5 separate regions of the Mus musculus genome follow, and all the other regions are linked to region 3. A link is a contact called in public Hi-C and HiChIP or PLAC-seq data. All regions are on one chromosome and are shown on one strand. The core of a region is the stretch at or near the end of the contact, and the rest is flanking DNA. Distances in the headings are between cores, read along the strand shown.

Region 1 (2,991 bases), core at 368-2,867, 1.0 Mb after region 3:
CCAGATGGACCAGCTCTGGGTGGTAATGGGGATGTGAGCAGCTAAGGACACAAAGGAGACCAGCAAGCTAGCTTCCTACCCATGGGCAGATAGGAGTACTTGCTCTCAATGCCTATGGAACAGAAAGATAAGAGAAACTTAAAATGGGAACCTGGACAGATATGGAGATGCTGACAGCAAATGACAACATCTTGGGTCAAGGACCAAGGATATGCATGTTGTTATTATGATTATTTAACCTGACTTTTACCCAGGGGAATGCAAATGAAGTCAAAACCATAGCATTTTGCATATATCAACTGGCAAAGGCACCTAGTGAGAAAACAGTGCCAGAGAGAACAAAAGCCTGTCTGCAGCGAAGCCAGCAGAGACCTTTGCTCTCAGGACTGAGAAGATACAACATAAAGGAGCCATACAGAAGGATTTGGTTGAGTGAAGTGCGCCCCCCACCCCAAAACTCTTATTGATCAACTCCTTGGGTTTGTAGGTTTTTAGACCAGGCTGGCCTTGAACTCAAATCCGCCTGCCTCTGCCTCCCAAATGCTGGGATTAAAGGCGTGCACCACCACGCCCGGCTATCAATCAACTCTTTAACCAAGTAGAAATGGGACCGCTGATACTAAAGATGTACTGAAAACATGTATTAAAAGAAAACGTGGGATGGAGGTGGGGTGTTTCAGCCACAAGGCCCATTAACCAGCACTTGGGTGTTGGTAGATGAGTTCAAGTCCAGCCTCAAGAACAATTTGGAGTGTTTTTTTTTTTTTTTTTTGCCTTTACTTATGTGAATTTTCTATTCTACAGGGAATAAAACACGATTAATAGAGCCGATCATACTGGCACAAGTCTTTAATCTCAGCACTGGTGAGGCAGAGCAGCCTGGTTTACATAGTGAGTTCTAGGACTGCTGGAGTTACAAAATGAGACCCCGTCTCAAAACAAAACAAAAACAAAAAGCACAACAACAGAAGCAACAAAAAAGAACCATAATACGAATCACGAAATCATGTCATTCTCTTGCTTAAAACCCTTCAGGAGAAGTGCTCGGTGTGTAGGTTCTGGTCCAAGTTCCCTAGCTCTCTTTCCAAGTCTCCACCCATACCTTAGTCAGAAGGGTCGCTGGGGAGCCCAGTCTGCTTCATACCTCCGTTCCCTCGGCTAAGTACTCCCCTCACTACCGCCAGAATAGTAGCTAACTAAGCCCCAGCCTAACCAAGATAGCCTTGGCTTTAATCTGGCCCAGGATATCCCTCAACCCCAGGTCTACCCAGAGCCTCAACTCCACCCAGGACAGCAGCAGCACGGCCACCCGCCAGTGGACCGGGCTTTCCTCCCTCCCCCCGCGCGATATCGCCACGAGCCTGGGCACGAGGACCGACTCTGCACCCCGGGCCCAAGCAGCAACCAGACTGGCGCCGAGGGGCCCGGACTCCAGAATGTGAGCGTGGGTTCCCCCGCGTGGCTCTCCGGGCCCGGTCCGACCTGGCCTCACCTTGATGCTGTCCACATAACGGACTTCCACGGAACCCCGGGCACGGTCCGCCACGCCCACGCAGAAGGAGAACACGTCGCACATGGAGGCCGCCATCTTGGGCACGCCTCTGCCTTCTGACCCTTGACCCCGTCCCGGGAGGCCCCGCCCACAGAGCCAGCGAGCGCTCCCTTCCCCACCTTACCCCGCCCTGGGACGTGGCTAGCAATTCAAGGCTTTTGGTGTCTTGGTTGCTTGATTGGGTGGAACCTGGCCTGACTTTGTGCTTGGACTTCTGGTAGACTGTGTCTGACTCGGTAGCTTATGTCGGATGGACAGCATGAATGACGGCTGATGGAGTAGCTCAGGGGAAGACCCCCTACTCCCCACCCCCCACCCTCCAGCCTATCCTAGCTGTGTTCTTAAGTGTCCATAGTTGCTCTTCCCACTGTCTGGTGTTTGAGACAGGGTCTCACTATGTATCCCAGGCTGGCCAAAAGTTTGCAGCCCTCTTCCTGCTTAAGCAGCCCCTCGTCATTACCTCCAACACCGAACAAAGTTTTTAGACCCAGAGAAGACTGTCTTATTTTTGCTTTGACCCTCCATCCTGGTTGGATGCTGGGCTCACTCGGTTTAAAATTTTTCCCTCCCTCTGGTGGCAACATTTTTATTCTATGTTTGGGAGAGATTTGCTTTGAACACATGAGTGCAGAACTTTGAGCCACAACACTGCTTAAAACCAGCATTCCGACTATGCCTATAACCTCTGCATTCAGGAGGTGAGGGCAGGGAGGACCAGAAGTTCAAGGTCAACCCTCAACTACGTAGTGAGTACATGAAACCTGTCTGAAAGAGAAATGCACGTGATACTCTAGCCGAGGATCCTGGTTTGGTTTCCAATACTGGTTTCCAACTATCTGTAACTCCAGTTCTGGGGGCTCTGATGACCCCTCTTCCAACCTCCTCAGGCACCAGGCAGGCACATAGATACATAAAGGCAAATCAATCACATGCATAAAGTTAAAAAAGAAAAAGAAGAAAAAATGATTTCCTTTTTCTATAAATAACTAGGTTGGATCAGTGCCTCAGAGTAGTTGGGGACTTTCTTGACATTGCAGAGTGTGGTTTATGGAGCAGTAATAAATGGACCTCACATATGAGGACCCCTTAAGTAGACACAAAAAATGAATGTACACGAGGCTGGGAGAGAGGACAGGTCTATTTCTGCAACTAGACCTGACTACTATACCTTTTATTGTTTTGTGTCCCAGTTGACTATTCCAGTTGACAGGGGACCTGTGTCTGCTCTGCTATCGTTTCATAGTGACTTTAGGGGGTGGGGGAGATAACTTAGTAATTGTTTAGTAAGTGATTGAGTTTTTGTCTTTTTTTTTTTAAGACAAGTTCTCTCTTGGTGGGGAGGGGGGCATTGCATTTGATACAATGTTTCTCTGTGTAGCCTTGACTGTCCTGGAACTCACTCTGAACAGGCGGCGGAACTCAAACTCAATAAAGCTCTG
Region 2 (3,058 bases), core at 127-2,626, 1.4 Mb before region 3:
CTTAATTTATCTACTAACCATACCAGAAGTCTTCCCTTGGGCTGCCCTAATACTAGCCACACTAGCAAATACAATGAATAAAGTCCCATCTTCCTGGACCCAGGCTTTATAAACCAGCACTCCATGTATGTTAGTATCTGACAGCAGGGCTGGCAGGTATTCCTGACCAGACACAGGCATGGTGGCACTTGCCTCTTGGAGTACGGCACTCTTCTCCAGGTGCTGGAGGGGGTTGGAGCCTCCACCTGCAGTGCACAGAGAAGACTGATTACGGTTGTGATCTTGAATGAACTGCTTTTCTCCTTTTTCCTGTGCTGACACAGACTCTCATGTATCGCATGCTAGCCTTTAACTCAAAATGTAGCAGAGGTCGGCTCTTGTGCATCTGATCTTCCCGCCTCGGCCTCCTGGTTTACATGGTACTGTGGATCATACACAGGGCTTCACCCAAGCTAAGCAAGCACTCTATCAACTGAGTTACAGCCCCGAACTGTGACCCTAAACCTGCCAAACACGAGGAAGAGAGAAGGAAGTCTCTATCATCTACCAGAGGCCGTCAAGGCTCTCTCACAGTCACCTAAGCATTCTTTCTGAGCATTTTAGGGTTCAATAATTGGCACTGATCTATGCAACCAGAACTTAAATGAATCTATGTGTCGGAGACAACCAACACTAACTAACCTGTGACTGAGTTTCCCTGACAGCAGATATTACATTAAAAAATTATGCATGCGATTATCTGGTTACTGTCTGGGCTCTCCATCCTAACATTCCTATTGCAGGCATCTAGTATCGAACTTGCTTTAGCTACTGTAATATTATGATCAGTGAGGTGCCTGATGTTCAGTAATTGTAGTTTATTGAATGAATGAAACGGTCAGGGTTATTAACTGTAGGACTGGTTACACCCAGATAGGCAAAGAATTATCGCAGCAAATACCAAGAGGTCGGGTGAAATGCAAGGTAACATCCAGCCTGGGAACCTCCTCTGACAAGATGGGGAAACTGAGGCCCAGAGAGGAGTGTTACCCGCACAAGGTCACGCAGAAATCCTGGCCAGAGCTGGAGAGGGCAAACAGCACGTTTCCTCCGAGAACAGATATAGATGGACCTGCGCACAAGCCCCTGCCCCTCTTGGGCCTCGGATCTGGCTCTGACAGAGGCCCGGAAGAAGGAAGCCAAGGAAGGTCCCATGAACCCCTACGAGGATCTGACCTCCCCAGGTCTTTCAAGGGGCCCTCACCAGACTCCTCGTCCTTCTTGTCGAATTTCTTCAACATGGTGTCAGCGGTAGCTCCACGCAGCAGGAAGATGCTCAGAGTAGCGGTGAGAACAGCTTCTCCCTGCGGCTTCCGTACTCCCGCCCGCCACGTCGCCCTGAGCACTGCACTATGGACTGCGCCTGCGCACTCTGTTGTCTGCGCCTGCGCACAACTGCGCCCACCTTTTTCATTGCCTGTCCGGAGATTGCCAAAACCTAGGTGGAAGAGGGCGGAAGGGGAGGGGTGAGACCCAGGAAAGTGGGCGTGGCTAGACACTGGAGGCGGAGCCTAGACCTGCGGTTGCGGGTGCTCCGCTTCTGCGCCCCCTTGTGGTCCTGTGGCTGCTGTGTTTGCAGTTACCCCTGGCTGAATTTAAAGGGCATTCTGATGGGAGGGTTGCATGCAGCACGCTGACCCCATACATGTTCCCTGCTACTCTTTATTGTCATTTTCCGGAAGTAAGTCTCACTAATAGGTTATTTTTCCGCCACCGGTAAAATGAGCCAATTCAAGTCAGGTTAGAATATTTTAAGGGCAAATTTATTGGGAAGCTGCTCTCAAACAAGTTCACTGGCCCCAAGGATTGAGGCCAGAGGAGTCACCATGACAGAGATGGTGGTGAGAGGGAAAAGGGCATCTGTTGCTAGCCAAGGAACCGATTCCATCCGAGTCTAGCTTTGTAAGGCAATGAATAGAGTTATGTACATTTGTGCTTTAACATTGAGATATAACTGGACATAGCGAGTAATTTCAACACTCATGAGGCAGAGAAAGGAGGATGAGAAGTTCAAGGCCATCCCCCTGCACCAGACCTACATGACTTCCACCTCAAAAAATAGAGCCAATGAGATGGCTCAGCCGCTAAGTTAAGGTGCTTGCTGCCAAGTCTGAGGGCCAGGTTCAGTTGTGAAAATTATTAAATGAGTCTTTTCTACCAAATACTATAAAACTTGTGGTTTGACAAGGAATTCAAATATTGTTGCTGACAAATTGGCCCACAGAGAAGATGAGTATTAGGCAAGGGGAGAGGGTGAGGCAAGCCAAGCCAGATAGTTAGGGGAATTTAGCAGCTCTGACTTGATAGCAATCAGGCCATTTCTGTAACTCTGACTTACTTATTAGAGATCAGGCCATTTCTGTTGCTCTGACTGACTAGCAACCAAGAGCGTCTTTATTTACACAAGTTTCACAGAACAAAGACAAGCTAATGATTATCCAGTAGTACAAAATATGTCTGACTTATCATTACATAACCAGGGTTAAAAGCTCAGTTACAAATAGAAAATATAAACAACAGATTTTATTCTTATTATCTGCCCTATAACACCAATTTAAAGAATCTAAAGACTGTCTCCTCCAAAACAAACACACTTACTATGTGGCAGGCTGCTTGTAGGCTGGCAGTGTTTGCAGTTTTAAAGCACTCCAGACAAACAGGAAATATCTGAATTGGTCTTTTTATGAGCTGCAAAGATGACTATCTAACTTCATTATATGTTTTATCATGTAAAACATGATTAAACATGATAAACATAGTAGAAAATGTTTATTTTAGTCAATATAAATTGTTTACTGAGTTTATTCCTCCAGGGGTATGCCCTGTATGACTCCCTGTCTTTAAACTCCATTTTCAGAGAGCTTTAAGCCTATAATAAAAAAGAGACATTGAATCTGTAATCTATTTTGGACAGAGTTCATCAATTGTCTGTTTGCCCTCCATCAGTTATCCTTCGTGAGTTTGCTCAGGGGCCGATACCCCAAGCCGATTCCTGGAGTAATGGCCTCATGGAGCTATG
Region 3 (2,967 bases), core at 215-2,714:
ACAGGCTGCACTGCATATGTCTGGAACTGTAGTTACAGGTGCTTGTGAGCTACTAGACATGGGTGCCGGGGACTCAACTCAGATCCTCTGCAAGAGCAGTATGTATTCTTAACTACTGGGTGGTCTTTCCAGCTCCCACCTCTTTTTTGAAGATAGGGTCTTACTATGTACACCTGGCTGTACTCAATATGTGGACCAGGCTGGCATCCAAATCACAGATATCCCTCTATGAGATTTTGTACCTGCAGAATAGGAAAAGGACTTCCATTAAAGAACTAAGTACAGTGTGCTGAGTAAGATGCGACTGTAAAGCCATTAAAAACAGTTGAGATCTGTATACCAGTAACAAAGCTTAGTGCTTTGTGTATGCTATGCTTGGTTTTGAAAGGAAAGGAAAGGGGAAAATGGGGCTGCAGAGATGGCTAGTGGTTAAAAGTGTGTATTGCTCTTTTAGAGGGCCCAAGTTTGGTTCCAAGCAGTAACATCAGGGCTCATCTGCCTAAAACTCTTAATTCTGGGAAGTCCAACTCCTTTGACACACTGGATATACACACATGCATACACAAAAATCTTTTTTTAGAAAAGACTTTAAGGACACAGCATAGTTGTCTATTTCCTCAGCAGTAATTTGAGACCCGAGAAATGGAGGTTTAATCTCATTTTTTTTACTATTCGAATTTGAAAACATGTATCACTACGAATTATTACAGAGTTTTTTTCTTATTTTCCTTTTTTGGGGTGTGGTGGGGCGGGAGGTAGGGGGCAGGATTTCTTTGTATCGCTCTGGCTGTCCTGGGATGGACCGGGGAAGCCTCGAACTCAGAGACTCGCCAGTCTCTGCCTGTAGAGTTCTGGTATTAAAGGAGCTCGTCACCATACCCAGTTTGTTCTTTTCTTTTTGAGACAAGGTCTGTTATGTAGCCTAGCTGTCCTGGAATTTGAGATCTTCTTGCCTTCGCCTCCCGAGTGCTGGGATGACAGGCTGCGCCACCACGCCCGGCTTGCAGACTCTGTCTTAAAAAAGGATACACAAGGAACGCGACTTGTGAAGGAGCTCCGCTGGAAACCTGAAGGGTCTCCCGATGATTGTCTCTTCTCAGCAAGAGGGTGAGCAGCGCCTGGCGCTGGCTGAGGGAACCCGAGGCGCGGTAGGCTGCCCCCTGTCCCATGCGGCCGCTGAGCTGGTCGGTGTGGGGACGCTGTTTTGGGCACGTGAACACCGCCCCAAGTAAGAAAGAAGTATTCGAGTGCATGCATTCACACAAGGGATCCTGTGGAGGCGCTATTTACCCATTTTAGGAATAAAACTGTCTGGTTGGATCGAGACGTCACAGCTCGCAGACCTTTACTGATTGTAGAATCAGCCCGGTCACTGTCAAATAACAGAGTCCGGGCCACAATTCCTCGGTGTTGTTTAGGGGAGCGCGCCTAAGCTCAGCTTCCGGGAACGGCCGGCTGGAAAACGCACTTCCCATGCGACCCGCTTCCCGGCATCCTGCGCAAAACGCCCACTTCCGGCGGCGTCAAACTGAGGGCCCAGCAAAAATGTCAGCAGTCCGACACGCAGTTCCCCGAACACTTTTTCCGCCTCTGTTCCCACCCTAAGCCGTGCTCCGCCGGTGCTTGGCCTCTCCCACTTTGCCCCCTTACCTGCCTCGCAACTCTAGGAATCTCGTTGGTGACGACCCTCGCCGCGTCTCTTCTCCTTTTACAAACGGACTTTTACAAACACGTCCAAACTGTTTGCTTGTAACGACGGTCGTTATTGGTCAGATCAGCCCACGTGCGCCAAGGGCCCGCTCACCTCCGCTGAAGTGGCACCATGGGATTTGTAGTATTTCAGGGGAGTGCTCTCTTTTGGAAAACTACAGAGAAGGCTCAGGGTGCTGACACTTTGTGGCTTTACCTAAACGTACAGAACACACCAGCAAGGGCTTCCCGGTGGTCCCTAGTACATCGAACCTGAACAATTCTGTGCTGAAAACAGTTTTACTGGAATCGGAAGCAGAGCTCGCCTGAGCTTGTATGGTTTTCTCTCGCTTCGCTCTTACACATTATTGAACGACTCCCCCCTTGGAAAGAGCCGAAATAGACTTTATGTATATTTGTTCTTCAGAATCGTAAATCCCCGGCACCAATATTGTGTTTCCTGGAACTCTTTCTGTAGATCAGGCTGGTCTCGAACATAGATCCGCGGGCCTCTTCCCTCCAATGTGTTGGGATTAAAGACATGTGCCACCACCGCACTTCAGAAACACTCGGAAAGCTATGGTGCCTTAGGTGAGGCCGGTGTGTTCCCATAGCTTGGACACCTACTGGTGGTGCGCTGTAGGCACAATTGCTTTGCTCTAGCCAAATTTTACTTTTCTCCGTTACAGTGGCCCTTTTCTGGGATCAGATTTTTCTAATATTGTTTCAGAAACTGAAGGAACTAAAAAAAGAGATGTTTCCTCTCGCCACAATTTTTATTTGCTGTTAAGTTCAAAAGCATTCATATTTATACCTGGATCACATGGCTAGTTAGTTCCTAGCAACTGCCTCAAGTGGTGACCAGAGAGCATCAACCCTCATTTCTTTGCCTGGCATTGGGAAGTGTTTCTCCTTTGTTCTATAGTTCAATGTCAAGCCCTCCAATAGAGAGACATGCAGACAACATCTTTCTGGATGCTGTTTCTCTCCTTTCTCATTAAGTGTGCAGTGGTTCATGAAAGACCTTGTGATCCTCACCTCCCTGTCTTCAGAACCAGCCAACTTGGGTGTCCTCACACCAAGCTCTCCCAGGCTGCAATTTTCAACTGACATTTAAAAAAAAACAAAAAACAAAACAAAACAAAAAAAGCAGATAAAAACAAACAAAACAAAACAAAAAGCCGGGCCGTGGTGGCACACGCCTTTAATCACAGCACTTGGGAGGCAGAGGCAGGCGGATTTCTGAGTTCAAGGCCAGCCTGGTCTACAAAGTGAGTT
Region 4 (3,025 bases), core at 382-2,881, 1.4 Mb before region 3:
CAGTGCACGTCTTGGGATGGAGGCAGTTTCTTGAGGCTGCAGTTCTCCACTACCATGAGTGTGCAAAGCATGGCTCTTGGAATTCCTTTGCACAGCACTTTAGGGGGTCCTGGCTGCAACTGCTGGGCATTTCTCACAGCCATGGAGTTCCAACTGTTTCAGAACAAACTCTTCTGTTTTCTCCAAGGTTCAGCCTTTGCCTTTCATCTACTTGGCCAGTGAGGCTGCTCACAGGGCCTGTGGAGATGGTGCCTGGGGGCTTGCTTTCTCTGCTTTCCTTAAGTTTCCTCTTCCCTTCCTTACTGGGGAAGTTTTGGATTTTGTCTTGGATTTTGCCTTTCGTTCATGGATGGATCTCAAGGCCCTAGAACAATGTTTGGCTTGCAACAGCCATTATTAAAAAACTATCGAATCAAATAGCCATGCAGGGCCTAAGGGGGCTGTCCAAAGAAGCTAGAGTATTCTCAGCTTTCTCTCATTTTTAGGGATGGGGCCTATTTGATCTAGTTCAAACTGTTTACAGACATCTGGGTCCCATTTCTGTGACTTCAGGTTTCTCAGGCCAAACTTCTGAGCTGGCTGACTCACAGGTTTCCCTTGTGCAGGAGGTGTTTGGCTGGGACCAGGACTCCTGTTCCCAGCCACCCCAGGTTTGACTGGACTCCTGTCTGCTCTATCAATTCTTCCAAATGGAACTCTAGGCCATTCTGCCCTCAAGGATTTTCATTTCCTCTGTCTTCCTTTTTCACCTAAGGGAAGCTGCCTTTACTGTGTGTCACCAGAACTTTCCATTCTCCGAAGAGGGAACATTGAGTTGTGTTCTGCCTCATCAGCCCTTCATTGTCAGCCATAGCTGTCCCCTGCCCCGAAACGACTCTTGCCTGTTCCCCACTGGGTGCAGGCCAGGCGAGGGACGGAGGCATGTCAGTGAGGGGTGGACGTGGGGCCCGGCTGAGAAGGGCATGAGGTTAGGGAATGATGAACTGGCGATTATAACGAGTTGTTGACCTAATAGGGGCCAAAGCCTGCTATGGGGGCGCAGCGGACCGAAGCGGAGTTGAAGAGGCGCGGAGAGCTGAGTTGAGAGGCGTTAGGGAGGAGTTAGCTCCAGGGCTACGAAAAGGTGCGGGTGGATTTCCGTCTTGGATGCAGTGCCTAAGGCGAGGTCCAAGCCAAGAGGCTCCGGAGGATTAGGGCGGGGTAAGAGATGTTAAGGGCGGGGTCAGGACCAAATAGAGGATCAAGGCGTTGTTGACAGCGAATCCGCACCGGGCTTAAGTCCGGGTTAGTGAAGTGCTGAGAAGTGAGAAAGAACGGTGCTGAGGGCGGGATTGGGGTGGTGTTGAGAGAAGGGTCGGAGGCTTTGGCCGTGGTGGGGTGCGGGCGGTGCTCGGAGAAGGATCGGGGAGGTGAGAAGCTTAGAGGGAGTGCTGGGGGGTCGGGACTGTACTGACAGGCTAGGAGGTGTTGGTTATGGGAGGGGGAGACTGGGCGGTCCTGGGGGCGGGACCCAGAGGCGGAGTGGCGGGAGATGGGCGGTGCTGGGGATCAGGGAGGCTCGCCCCGCCCTGAAGGCGGCGCACGAGCGGGCCTGAGGTAGCCGTGGGCCGGCACGGCACCGACGGCTGGCAGAGAGCTGCGGAGGGCCGGGCGGTGCGCTCCCGGGCGGAGCCGAGTCCTCGGGGCTCCGGAGCGGAGCGGGGCGGGGCGGAGCGGGACGGTCGATCGGTCCGCCGTGCAGCTCGTTCAGGTGCCGCCGCCGCTCCACGTAGCCCGGCGGCGGGCCGGCTAGGGCACACGGACCTCGGCCCGCGGCTGTCCTTAGCCCAAGCCGGGCCCTTGCGTCCCAGGACTCCCGCGGAGCCATGGCGGGCCCTGGCCCGGGAGATCAGGACGAACACTACGATTTCCTGTTCAAGCTGGTGTTAGTGGGCGACGCGAGCGTGGGCAAGACGTGCGTGGTGCAGCGCTTCAAGACCGGCGCCTTCTCGGCGCGTCAGGGCAGCACCATCGGTGTCGACTTCACCATGAAGACGCTGGAGATCCAGGGCAAGCGGGTCAAGGTGGGAGGCGGCGCGGCCCGCTGCTTTGCTCCCGGCGGGCGGTTCGCGGCCAGTCCTTCGGCTTCCCCTTCTTTCAGAACGGGCTTGGGCCTTGATGTCCGTGCTGGGTTCAGGTCCGAAAGCACCACCTTGGGCTCTGGGAGTGGTGACAGTGGGCGGCCAGAGCGTGGAGGAGGAAGCCTGCACCCCACTCCCGCCCCCCCGTCTCTCAGCCTGGGGACTCCTTCGAAACAACTTGCGGTGGAAGGCAACCTGCGGGCCGTTCCGTGAGCGCCACGCATGCCGGGACAGACCCTTCCCTGCGCGGCCCTCTGGGGAGCACTCAGCCAAATAACGACATCCCCGTGACCGGGAGGGACCAGGAAGTAGTGGCTGCTAGGACCGGAGGTCCAAAAGTTTTTGTCAGAATTTCCTCCCTGGCCACGCCTCCCCGCGGTCTCTTTTATGGACCCGGTGGTGGAACTCCACTCCACCAGGGCCAGCGCGGAGTTGGGGTGGGGGTGGGGGGCCTCCCCGACTAAGGGTTGATAGAAACCGAAAACTTCATCACAGATACCGGAAGGTGGGGGAGAGAAGCAAACTTTGGCAATGACCCCAGCAGAAACAGCAGGATGTGGTTGTCACAATGTCCTGGCAATGATTTGATAAATAATATTTGTGATGAATGAAATCAAGTTTCTTAACCTAGGTGTCTGTCCTCCCTAAAAAAAAAAAAAAGGTAGCATCCTGGACAGGACACAGCGCTGTTCTTGTGCACAGAGGCTCTTAGTAACTTTCCTGATTTCCACCCTGCAGAAATCCTTTGCCGTTTTTCACGGTTTCTGGTTCACAAGGATCTTCAAGACAGCTTTAAAGAGAACTGGGTGGGGGCAGTCTTGTGTTTTCAGACGTGAAGCCCGAGGATGGGAGTCTTTTGACCCTGTTGCTGGTGTGGCTCGCTGCTCATTTGGGTGGCTGTAGGC
Region 5 (2,936 bases), core at 180-2,679, 1.4 Mb before region 3:
TGAGTTGCAGGATGGCCAGGGCCATGTAGAGACCCTGCCTCAAACAACGAGAACAACAACAAAGATTTATGTGTATGTGGCTGGGTATATTTATGTGCACCTCCTAAGTTAGAGGACATTAGATCCTCTGGACCTGGAGTTATATGTAGTTGTTAGTAGGATATAGGTGTTGGGAACTGAATTCTGGTTCTCTTCAATAGCAGCATGTGTTGTTGCTGGTGTTTTTTTTTTTTTTTTGTTTTTTGTTTTTGTTTTTTTTTGCTTATTTTGAGACTGGGTCTGACTATGGTTGAACATTTTGTTCTTCTGTTGAAATGGAATCTAGAGTCTTGTGCGAGACAAATGCTCTTCTAAACCATATCTACAGCCCAAAGGTCTTACTATGTAGCTATGGCTGACCTGGGACTTGTTATGTAGATTAGATGAACTTGGACTGACAAGAGATCCTACTGCCTCTACTTCTCAAGTGCAAGCGACTAAAGGTATGCACCACCACGCCTGGCTGCTCTCAACTTCTAAGTCATTTCTGCAGGCCCATGTGTAAGTTTAAAGAGTAAGTCGCTAGCGGAAACTAAAATCTAGACAAATTTTAGTACTTTTTAGAACTCAAGAGACTTGAGATTTCCAGATTCTTCATGTTTGTATTAAAAAAATCATTAAAACGGGACAGAGTTCTAGAATGCTTTAGTTTATATAGAAATTGTCTTCAGGGTGTGTGGTAACGCTAGGGAATCAAACCCAGGACTTACAGGAAAAATTTATCTTCTGCTTTGAGGACCTATGACTACACACACAATCTATTTTGGAGACACCATGAAATGCAAACGACGGTCACTCCTGAATGGGGCAGCCCAGGCAATAACTTTCTTGGCCTCCTCTCATCCACAAATCCTAGGGATGTCATTCATTATGGGTCACAAGAAGTGTTGTGACACAAATCACCTGTCACCATCTTCAACCTCATTAGGCATTTTCATTTGGGGCTATTGCAAGCCAGGGGCACTAGCAGCGCGCTGTCGGTTTATACCCAGGAAACACAAAACCCAAACGCATCTCATGGACCGTAACGGTAGCCACAGCCGCTTCTATGATCAGGCCACTAAGACCTTCCCCCAAACCTAAGTGTGTGTGTATTGGAACCTGGTCTGCTTCTGAGCCCCACCAGGCTTAGGGGAGGCCGGGCAGGGGGAGATTGGCTCCCGCAAGCTGCGACCACTGCCCGGATCAGCCCCGTAGGCTGGAGAGAACCAGCAAAGGTTCGAGGGACGAACTGCTAGTAGGAAAGCAGCGAACCACTCATCGTAGACACGGAACCCAGGTACGGGCGGGAAGGCCGCGAGCGCTGCGGGCCGGAAGAGGCTGGGCGTGGAGCAGTCCGCCCCGCCCCTGCCGCCCTCGCGCGAGGCCGCGCTCCCAGCGGGCGATTCTGATTGGCTGGCCTGGCTTCCTGCGCTGATTGGATCCGTGGGCGAGGCGGAGGAGAGCCGTGCGCAGCGGCGTGTGTGGGGCCGTGTGCAGACCCGCGTGTGGCGCAGGCAAGGACCCTGAAAATAAACAGCCGCTGCTTTGCGAGTCGCCTTCTTGGTTCTTCGTCCGAGTCTCCTCCGCTGTGGGCAGCTCAGACGCCGAAGGTGAGAGGCGAGGGTGTAGCCTGCGCAACGGAGGTGGCGGGGTTGGTGCGGCCGAGACGGACGGAGGGCCGGAACTGCGAGGCGCGATGGCGGCCGCACCTCGGCCTGCGCCCTGCTGCGTCAGGCGCGGGGCTCGGCCCGAGCGGCGTCTCGGCTCCAGTTTCTGGCCCGCCGTACTGTGGCGGGCGTCCTGTCCGTCCTGCGGCGCTGGCACTAGGGCTGGAGCGTGGGGCCCTCTCTTGGCCCCGAGGGCCACGCAGGCCTCATCCGTGTGGCGACGAGGCCCGGCGCCCTTGGGGCCGAGGCGAGGAGAGTCGCGCGCGGGCCTAGCGCCGAGGGCCAGTGTGGCGGGAACTCCTGGAACGGGGCGGTGTGGCGGGGGCGAGAGCCTGGTCGAGGTGGAGGTCCCCAGGCCGAGCGCCCGGTGGAGGCCTGGCGGGCCATGTGCCAGCGGCTGCGGGGCCTCAGGACCTGGCCTGTGACGAAGCCCGCGCACGCCGCTGTAAGGCTTGGGAGTCTGGATTCGGTTCTCTGTACTGGCGACCTTTATTCAAACTCCTGATTTCTTGTAGTTCGTATTCTTAAGCAGCTTATTCGACATCGTTAGTCAAAAGAAACCACCTTTCCCTGGATCGATGAGAGTCAAGTCTTAGGTCCCTCACCCCCCCCCCCCCTTTTTTTTTTTAATGGAGCGGGAACCGGGTGGATAGGACCCGTAGGTTGTCAGGCCTTTAAGGCCATCAGGGTGGCAGAAGTCCTTGCCAATATTTCTCGGATTAAATGGATATAAATTACAAGAAAGCCTCGGAAGTAGAGTTGGCAAAGATCAATCTAGATTTTTCATTACCGTGAAAACCTGTTTTAGGACGGTTTAATCGTTCTCACTTGGGTTTAGGTGTTGATTTTATAGGTGAAGCCTTTTGCCTGTTGCCACATGTCAAGCACATGGCCTCGGCCACCAGGCACTTTCAGAGGAAGTGACTACATCTGGGGTGGGGGTGGGGGTCTTGGAAAAGGAGACATTGCACAGCAATCGGCTGGTTAGGTTTTTGCAATATTCTTGAAGACACAAAATAGACAAGAAACCACGACACTCAATCTGACTGCATTAAAGTAAAAGGGAATTAAGTTATATCCCCAATTTACCCCCAGATGTAGTTTTATGTGATAAAAATTACCATTTCCTGTTGCTTGACCCAATTCTGGAGAGACTTATGACAATGGATTAATTTTAAATTTGCAAATTTGTTAGCCATTTGCTCCTAGTATATATTGAATTTAAGATTTTGAAAGTTTTAAAAAAAG

What was found. Hi-C and Micro-C count contacts between places; a contact is called where the count stands out from the background. HiChIP or PLAC-seq counts read pairs in DNA pulled down with a chosen protein or histone mark.
Region 1: an H3K4me3 HiChIP or PLAC-seq map of embryonic stem cells shows a contact between it and region 3, with 8 times the contacts expected there. The contact joins the promoter of Smyd5 here to the promoter of C87436 in region 3. A contact is called at or near these places in 2 of 39 promoter capture datasets (hippocampal neurons and pre-B cells) and 3 of 115 datasets of contacts at active chromatin or transcription factors (embryonic stem cells and thymic regulatory T cells).
Region 2: an H3K27ac HiChIP or PLAC-seq map of double positive thymocytes shows a contact between it and region 3, with 7 times the contacts expected there. The contact joins the promoter of Copg1 here to the promoter of C87436 in region 3. A contact is called at or near these places in 1 of 39 promoter capture datasets (liver), 1 of 484 Hi-C or Micro-C datasets (B cells), 2 of 115 datasets of contacts at active chromatin or transcription factors (double positive thymocytes and thymic regulatory T cells) and 1 of 9 other capture datasets (liver).
Region 4: a Hi-C map of B cells shows a contact between it and region 3, with 11 read pairs. The contact joins the promoter of Rab43 here to the promoter of C87436 in region 3. A contact is called at or near these places in 4 of 39 promoter capture datasets (hippocampal neurons, liver and pre-B cells), 1 of 484 Hi-C or Micro-C datasets (B cells), 2 of 115 datasets of contacts at active chromatin or transcription factors (astrocytes and thymic regulatory T cells) and 2 of 9 other capture datasets (adipose tissue and liver).
Region 5: an H3K27ac HiChIP or PLAC-seq map of thymic regulatory T cells shows a contact between it and region 3, with 12 times the contacts expected there. The contact joins the promoter of Cnbp here to the promoter of C87436 in region 3. A contact is called at or near these places in 1 of 39 promoter capture datasets (hippocampal neurons), 1 of 484 Hi-C or Micro-C datasets (CD8 T cells) and 4 of 115 datasets of contacts at active chromatin or transcription factors (astrocytes, double positive thymocytes, embryonic stem cells and 1 more).

What each region holds. Positions count from the first base shown.
Region 1 is chr6:85,430,602-85,433,592 of GRCm38.p6, reverse strand. Smyd5 (SET and MYND domain containing 5) reads right to left here and starts at 1,617. Exons shown (of 13, transcript NM_144918.2): 1 at 1,493-1,617. The coding sequence starts at 1,588.
Region 2 is chr6:87,886,258-87,889,315 of GRCm38.p6, reverse strand. Copg1 (coatomer protein complex, subunit gamma 1) reads right to left here and starts at 1,376. Exons shown (of 24, transcript NM_017477.2): 1 at 1,244-1,376; 2 at 193-245. The coding sequence starts at 1,280.
Region 3 is chr6:86,437,171-86,440,137 of GRCm38.p6, reverse strand. C87436 (expressed sequence C87436) reads right to left here and starts at 1,464. Exons shown (of 10, transcript NM_001364557.1): 1 at 1,291-1,464.
Region 4 is chr6:87,810,385-87,813,409 of GRCm38.p6, reverse strand. Rab43 (RAB43, member RAS oncogene family) reads left to right here and starts at 1,631. Exons shown (of 3, transcript NM_001039394.1): 1 at 1,631-2,063. The coding sequence starts at 1,866.
Region 5 is chr6:87,849,599-87,852,534 of GRCm38.p6, reverse strand. Cnbp (cellular nucleic acid binding protein) reads left to right here and starts at 1,429. Exons shown (of 5, transcript NM_001347325.1): 1 at 1,429-1,631. It overlaps Gm44064 (WAS/WASL-interacting protein family member 2), which reads right to left. Exons shown (of 2, transcript XM_030255689.1): 2 at 222-2,175. The coding sequence ends at 1,297.